Regions from separate parts of the Gossypium arboreum genome. Here region 1 is linked to region 2. Evidence: chromatin contacts called from public Hi-C data. All regions are on one chromosome and are shown on one strand. Each heading gives the region's core, a stretch centred on a gene start, on an enhancer-like site or on the middle of the called end of the contact. The rest is flanking DNA. Distances are from core to core; before and after follow the strand shown.

Region 1 (2,804 bases), core at 111-2,610, 180 kb before region 2:
TTGTCCGAATATGTCCTTGCAACACAATTTTGAAGGAGTTAGGTTCTAATTAAATCTCTTGGCAGTGGATGTCGTCAAGGAAGTTCTCCTTTGCAAAAACATATAAGTATCTTTTTAGGACTAATGGACCAAGGAGTTTGGGTATGATAGATTAATTTAGAGAGCTGTGGCGCCTCAAAAGGTGTGATTTTTTCTATGGCTGTTTATTCGAAATAGACTTTTAACTAACGAGGAACGTATAAGGAGAGGTATGACATTGACTCCTTTTTGCAAACAATATGGTTGGTCTGTGGAAACGACAATTCATGTGGTGAGGGACTACGATTTTATTCAGTCTATTTGGAAAACAATGATTCCTAGGCAAAATTGGAAATTTTTCTTTAGTTCAACACTTGAGAGATGGATTCACTGGAATATCACGAATAAAGAGGAATTAAAATTCATAAAGGCGAATGGTCAACATTTTTTGCAATAGTCTCTTAGTTCTTTTGGAAAAACCATAATGACTTTATCTTAAACAATGCTAGCGAGAGTAATTAGAATTTAATAGCTTCGGCTATGACATGGGCAAGATCGTTCGGAAACAATGGCAATATGGAGCAAATGTTATGCAAGTAAAGGAAAAAAAATAGTTGGCAAAGGCCTAAGCTGGGATAGGTCATGATTAATATTGATGGCTTGATGTTGACAAGCAGACCAAGGGTGGCAATAGGAGCAGCATTCAGAGGACCAAGCGGAGGGTGGTTGGTGTGGCTGATAGCTTAAAAATCGAAACTCAAGATATCCTAGAAGGCTTGAAGCTAACATGGATGAGGGGTTTCAAGCAGGTTGAGGTGGAAAGTGACAATACCCTATTTATTGATATTATTATAAATGGCTTTGTAGCAAACAATAATACAATGGAAGTCTGACTGGTTCATGAGTGGTGTAATAGAGAATGGCAAGTTAAGCTTCAGCATGTCTTAAAGGAAAGTAACAAGGTTGTTGATTGCTTAGCAAAGGCGGTAGGAGGTGGAATGAATCGATTGGTTGTACTTGTTCTTTAATAATATTTTATTAATAACATTTTTTATTTAATGCATTAAGTAAATGATGAATTAATATGTAAATTAAAATAGTTTTAAAACTATAAATAATAATTACAATAAACTGCTAAAATTTTATATTTGTGAATATAAATATTATTTAATCTTTATTAATACCTTATGTAATTTATTATCTATATTTTAGATTTTATTGTAAAAAAAAAGTGCATGTTAATATTTAAATCCTACTTATAACAGTATATCATGTAAAATAAAATATAATGTAAATGAAATAAAATAAATAAAACAGTACTGAAAAGATCAACTCAATATCATGAAACGGGAAACGACGTCGTGACGTACGCCAGAGGAACCAGATTTGTTGTCCCTGGTAAGCTCGATATCAATATCATGAACCCTACTCATTGTTTGTTTATTCAACGCTTCAGCACCATTTCAAATTCTAATTAAAAGACCAGGAGAAAGAAAAATCAGCTACGCCACACTTATGGCAAGGCTTATCAGAAATTCGCTGATGAAGGCATTGATTCTTATTTTCTTTGCATCAGTAGCCACCGCCACAGGCGATGCCCCTTTCATCGTCGCTCACAAGAAGGCATCGTTGACCAGACTCAAATCAGGTTCAGAACGCGTTTCTGTCTCCATCGACATCTACAACCAAGGCTTCTCGTGCGTTTCTCTTTCCTTTTTCTTTCCCTTTACTTCAATCCAGATTTAGCTATGATTTTTCCTTCGAGATGAAATTTCTAAATTTTGAATCCATCCTCAATTTTGAGTTGAATTCGAGCTGTTTTTTATTTTTATTTTATTTAGCTTTCGATTTCCTTTTTAAGCTTTGCGTGATAAGTAGCTGATTTGAATATGAGAGTGATCACATTTTCTTTTGAGGTGATTCAAGAGAAAATATGTGGATTTGAAGCGAATTTCATTTTTTTTCTTCAGTTATTTGGATCTGAGAGAAATGGAATGAAATTGTAAATCCGATCCTTTTAATAGGAATTTCATTCCTTTTTAACCTTGCGATTAGAGAATATACATATGCACGCTTTTTTCTTTTTTTTCTTTTGCTTATAACTTTCTCTGCTCTAAGGTTTTGCATATTTCATGGTTTTTCAATTATTCTTCTTCTTATTATTCATGTAAAGCCTGATCTAACCTCTTTGATCATCAATTCTAATTGGAGATTGGTTTTTCTATACGATCCAATATAATGCTTGAATAATATTGCTGAAATTTTTGGAAACTTCTACAGTGGTAGTATGAAGCCTTGTATATTTCTTCCTCTTTTGATGTTTTTTCGAATTCACAAGTGAATTTTTCTAGATTTGTCTTGCACTTCTGTGTTTTCGGGATATTATCTTACTTGAGGAACAATCTTTCTGGGGAAAAAAATGATTCAGGACAGCATATGATGTGAGTCTCCTCGATGATAGCTGGCCTCAAGATATGTTTGATATTGTCAGTGGCAACACTTCACGGTCATGGGAAAGACTTGATGCGTGAGTTTTGCTTTTGTTTAATTCTATTAATATGTTTTTCCTAGATTGGATTAATAAAAATGCAGAACTTTGCTATCTGCAGTGGTGGTCTTCTATCTCATTCATTTGAACTAGAGGCCAAAAAGCAAGGAATGTTCTATGGTGCCCCGGCAGTAATTACTTTCCGCATTCCCACAAAGGCTGCTTTGCAGGTTTGAGATCAAAACTGAGTGTATTTTCCTTAAATTTTAATGGGAAAGAAAAGAAAATGTGGAGAAAG
Region 2 (2,904 bases), core at 66-2,565:
TTGGCACGGCCATGCATTCCATAACCAGCAATCAGGGCAGTCCATGACCTAACATTCTTCTCTCTCATACAATTAAATACCTTCCTTGCCATTTCAACTTTCCCGCATTTGCAATACATGTCAATAATGCAGGTTCCCACTATCACAGTATTCTCCAAATCCATCTTTATAACCTACGTAGAAAAGCACAAATCCTAGACCCCATTAAAGACTTGACACTTCACAAAATAATTCTACCAAGAGATTAATTATATTAGGGAAAGTAAAGAAACTGTAATAGTACCTGGTCATGCACACACTTGCCGACTTGCAAAGCACCAGAATGAGCACAAGCTAACAGCACAGAAGAAAGTGTAATGACATTGTAATTGACATTATTATCCCTTACCATCCCATAGAAAGCCTCCAAAGCCTCATTAGACAATCCATTTTGTGCATAAACAGAAATCATAGAATTCCAAGAAACCTCATCCTTCTCAACCATCGCATCAAACACTTTCCTAGACAGAGCCACATCCCCTCTTTTAGCATATGCATCCAGCAATGTATTTCCAACACCCACTTCTCCATCAAAACCCTTCTTTATGACCATTCCATGAACCCCTTCACTTGCTCCTTTTATAGGAACACGAGAACAAGCCGAAAGGACAGAAACAATAGCTACTGAATCAATAAAAACGGGTTCGTTTGCAACATCTCTATCATTTTCACTTTCCTGAATCAACAATTCCTTGAAAAGCAACAAAGCTTGACAGGGATTATTGTTCTGGACATATCCTGTAATCATAGAAGTCCAAGACACGATATTTGGTTGAGGAATTTGATCAAATAAGATTCGGGCATCTCTGAGTTGGCCACATTTTGAGTACATATCAATGAGAGCTGAGGATACAAAGAGGTCAGAGTGATAGCCAAAGATTAAAGCTTGTTGATGGGTTTGTTTTCCGGAATAAAGATCAAGCAAAGCGGAGCAAGCCTTGATAGTGCAAGGGAAAGTGGATCGGTTCGGTTTAAGAGAAAGCTTGCGCATTGAATGGAAGGCTTTGAGAGCTTGGGTAGAGTCGCCAGCGCGAGCTAAGTCGGCGATGATTGAGTTCCAAGAGAAGACGCTGGATTTGTCTAAGTATTTGTTGAACCATATTGTGAGGTTGGAGTTCGTTGAGAAGTGACTTTTCAAAGCAGTTTTGGTGAATGCTGAACTTGGATTTACAATCTTCATTGGCTTTCAGCTTTGGGTTTGAATTCAAGTTGCCAGTGGAGTGCTGCTTTCCTGTATGTTATATACTTACTGTTTTGACGTATTGTGGGGAAAATTCAAGCTGCATCCATAACATATGGACAATTTACTAAAAAAAGCCCTTTTATATTATTATTTACTGAAATAGCCCGATTCTTTGATTATTTACCGAAAAATGTCATTTTCCCCGAAAGCGCGTCCACATCAACGCAAAGTCAGGGGACGTGTCAGCAAAACGCTCCCCCAGGGAAGCGTTTTGCCCCCAATGGTCACATGACCGTTTGAACTCTAACGGTCAAATAAAAAAAACTATAAAAGGCCCCTCCCCCTTTCGTTTTTTCACACAATAATCCTCTCACAATTCTCTCTAAATTCTCTCCAAATTCTCTCAAATTTCTCTCAATTTTTGTTAAGCTCTCTCTAATTTTTACAAAAAAGCTTTGTTTAAATTTTTTTTGAATTCGTTTTATTTTTTAAATTACAAAAATATTCGATCGTGTTAGCAATGGCCGGAGAATTAATTCGTCTCGATACGAAACACATCTTCGTCGATCCAATGACAATGGTAAGTGATAAGTTTAATTAATTTTTTAATAGTATTTATTTTTTTTTTCATTTATGCAACTTTAATTAATATTTATTTTATAATTTTTTATAACAGTCTGTAAATCGGGTGTTGCAATGCTATATCGTAATATGCCTGGTTTTCCATCGCCATTGATAGAGAATTACCCACAGGAAGCAGATTTTTGGTACGTGGCCACGATAAGTCGGGGGTGCAAGTTGGACCCGAAACTAATCAGTGCATTGATAGAGAGGTGGAGACCCGAGACGCACACTTTCCATCTTCCATGCGGAGAGTGTACTATCACTCTAGAAGATGTGCAATTGCAATTGGGATTGCTGGTCGATGGGTAAGCAGTCACCGGGGCTGCTCAATCTGCTGATTGGGGGGCCGTATGCTACGAGCTTTTCGGTGATATTCTAGATAATATTAACAGAGGTCGGATCGAGACGGGCTGGTTACGAGACACATTTTCAGAGCCGAATAATGATTTTGAATGAATTAGAAAGAATACGATATGCTTGGGTATACATTCTTGAGATGATTGGAGGTTATCTGATGCCGGAATTGTCACAAAACCGCGTACATCTGAGATGTCTGCTGAAACTCGTTGATTTTAGAGTAGCAGGTGAATTAAGTTGAGGGTCTTTCATGTTAACAATATTGTACCGGGAGATGTGCGGGGCAACGCTACTGAATAAAGCCAAAATGGGAGGATGCCTATCACTACTACAATCATGGGCACGGTTTCGCTTTCCATTTTTATGTCCTCAAGTGAACCACCCATATACATTCTCATCAATAACAAGGTAAATTTTATATTAGATTTTACAATTATTACGTAGATTTAAAATATAATTGTATGCTAAAAAATTATTTAATTAGGTGGAACCATTCGATGAGTTATGTTGGAATACCTACATCTCTTGAAGATATGCTGCTTCTATTAGACCAATGGTTGGAAACACAAGTAAATATTAAATAAAATATATATACATAATAAAATAGTCGTTTCGTATTTAGTATTTAGTATTACCTATATAACTAATATTTTTATCATGTTCATATAGTTTCAATGGACACCATACGAGGATCCGGCAAT

The links. Hi-C and Micro-C count contacts between places; a contact is called where the count stands out from the background.
Region 1: a Hi-C map of leaf shows a contact between it and region 2, with 2.3 times the contacts expected there. The contact joins the promoter of LOC108457945 here to the promoter of LOC108459686 in region 2. A contact is called at or near these places in 2 of 5 Hi-C or Micro-C datasets (both in leaf).

What each region holds. Positions count from the first base shown.
Region 1 is chr4:22,036,247-22,039,050 of ASM2569848v2, reverse strand. It overlaps LOC108457945, which reads left to right and starts at 1,360. Exons shown (of 5, transcript XM_053027392.1): 1 at 1,360-1,715; 2 at 2,447-2,545; 3 at 2,628-2,736. The coding sequence starts at 1,534.
Region 2 is chr4:21,851,316-21,854,219 of ASM2569848v2, reverse strand. LOC108459686 (pentatricopeptide repeat-containing protein At3g26782, mitochondrial) reads right to left here and starts at 1,315. Exons shown (of 2, transcript XM_017759087.2): 1 at 284-1,315; 2 at 1-173. The coding sequence starts at 1,219.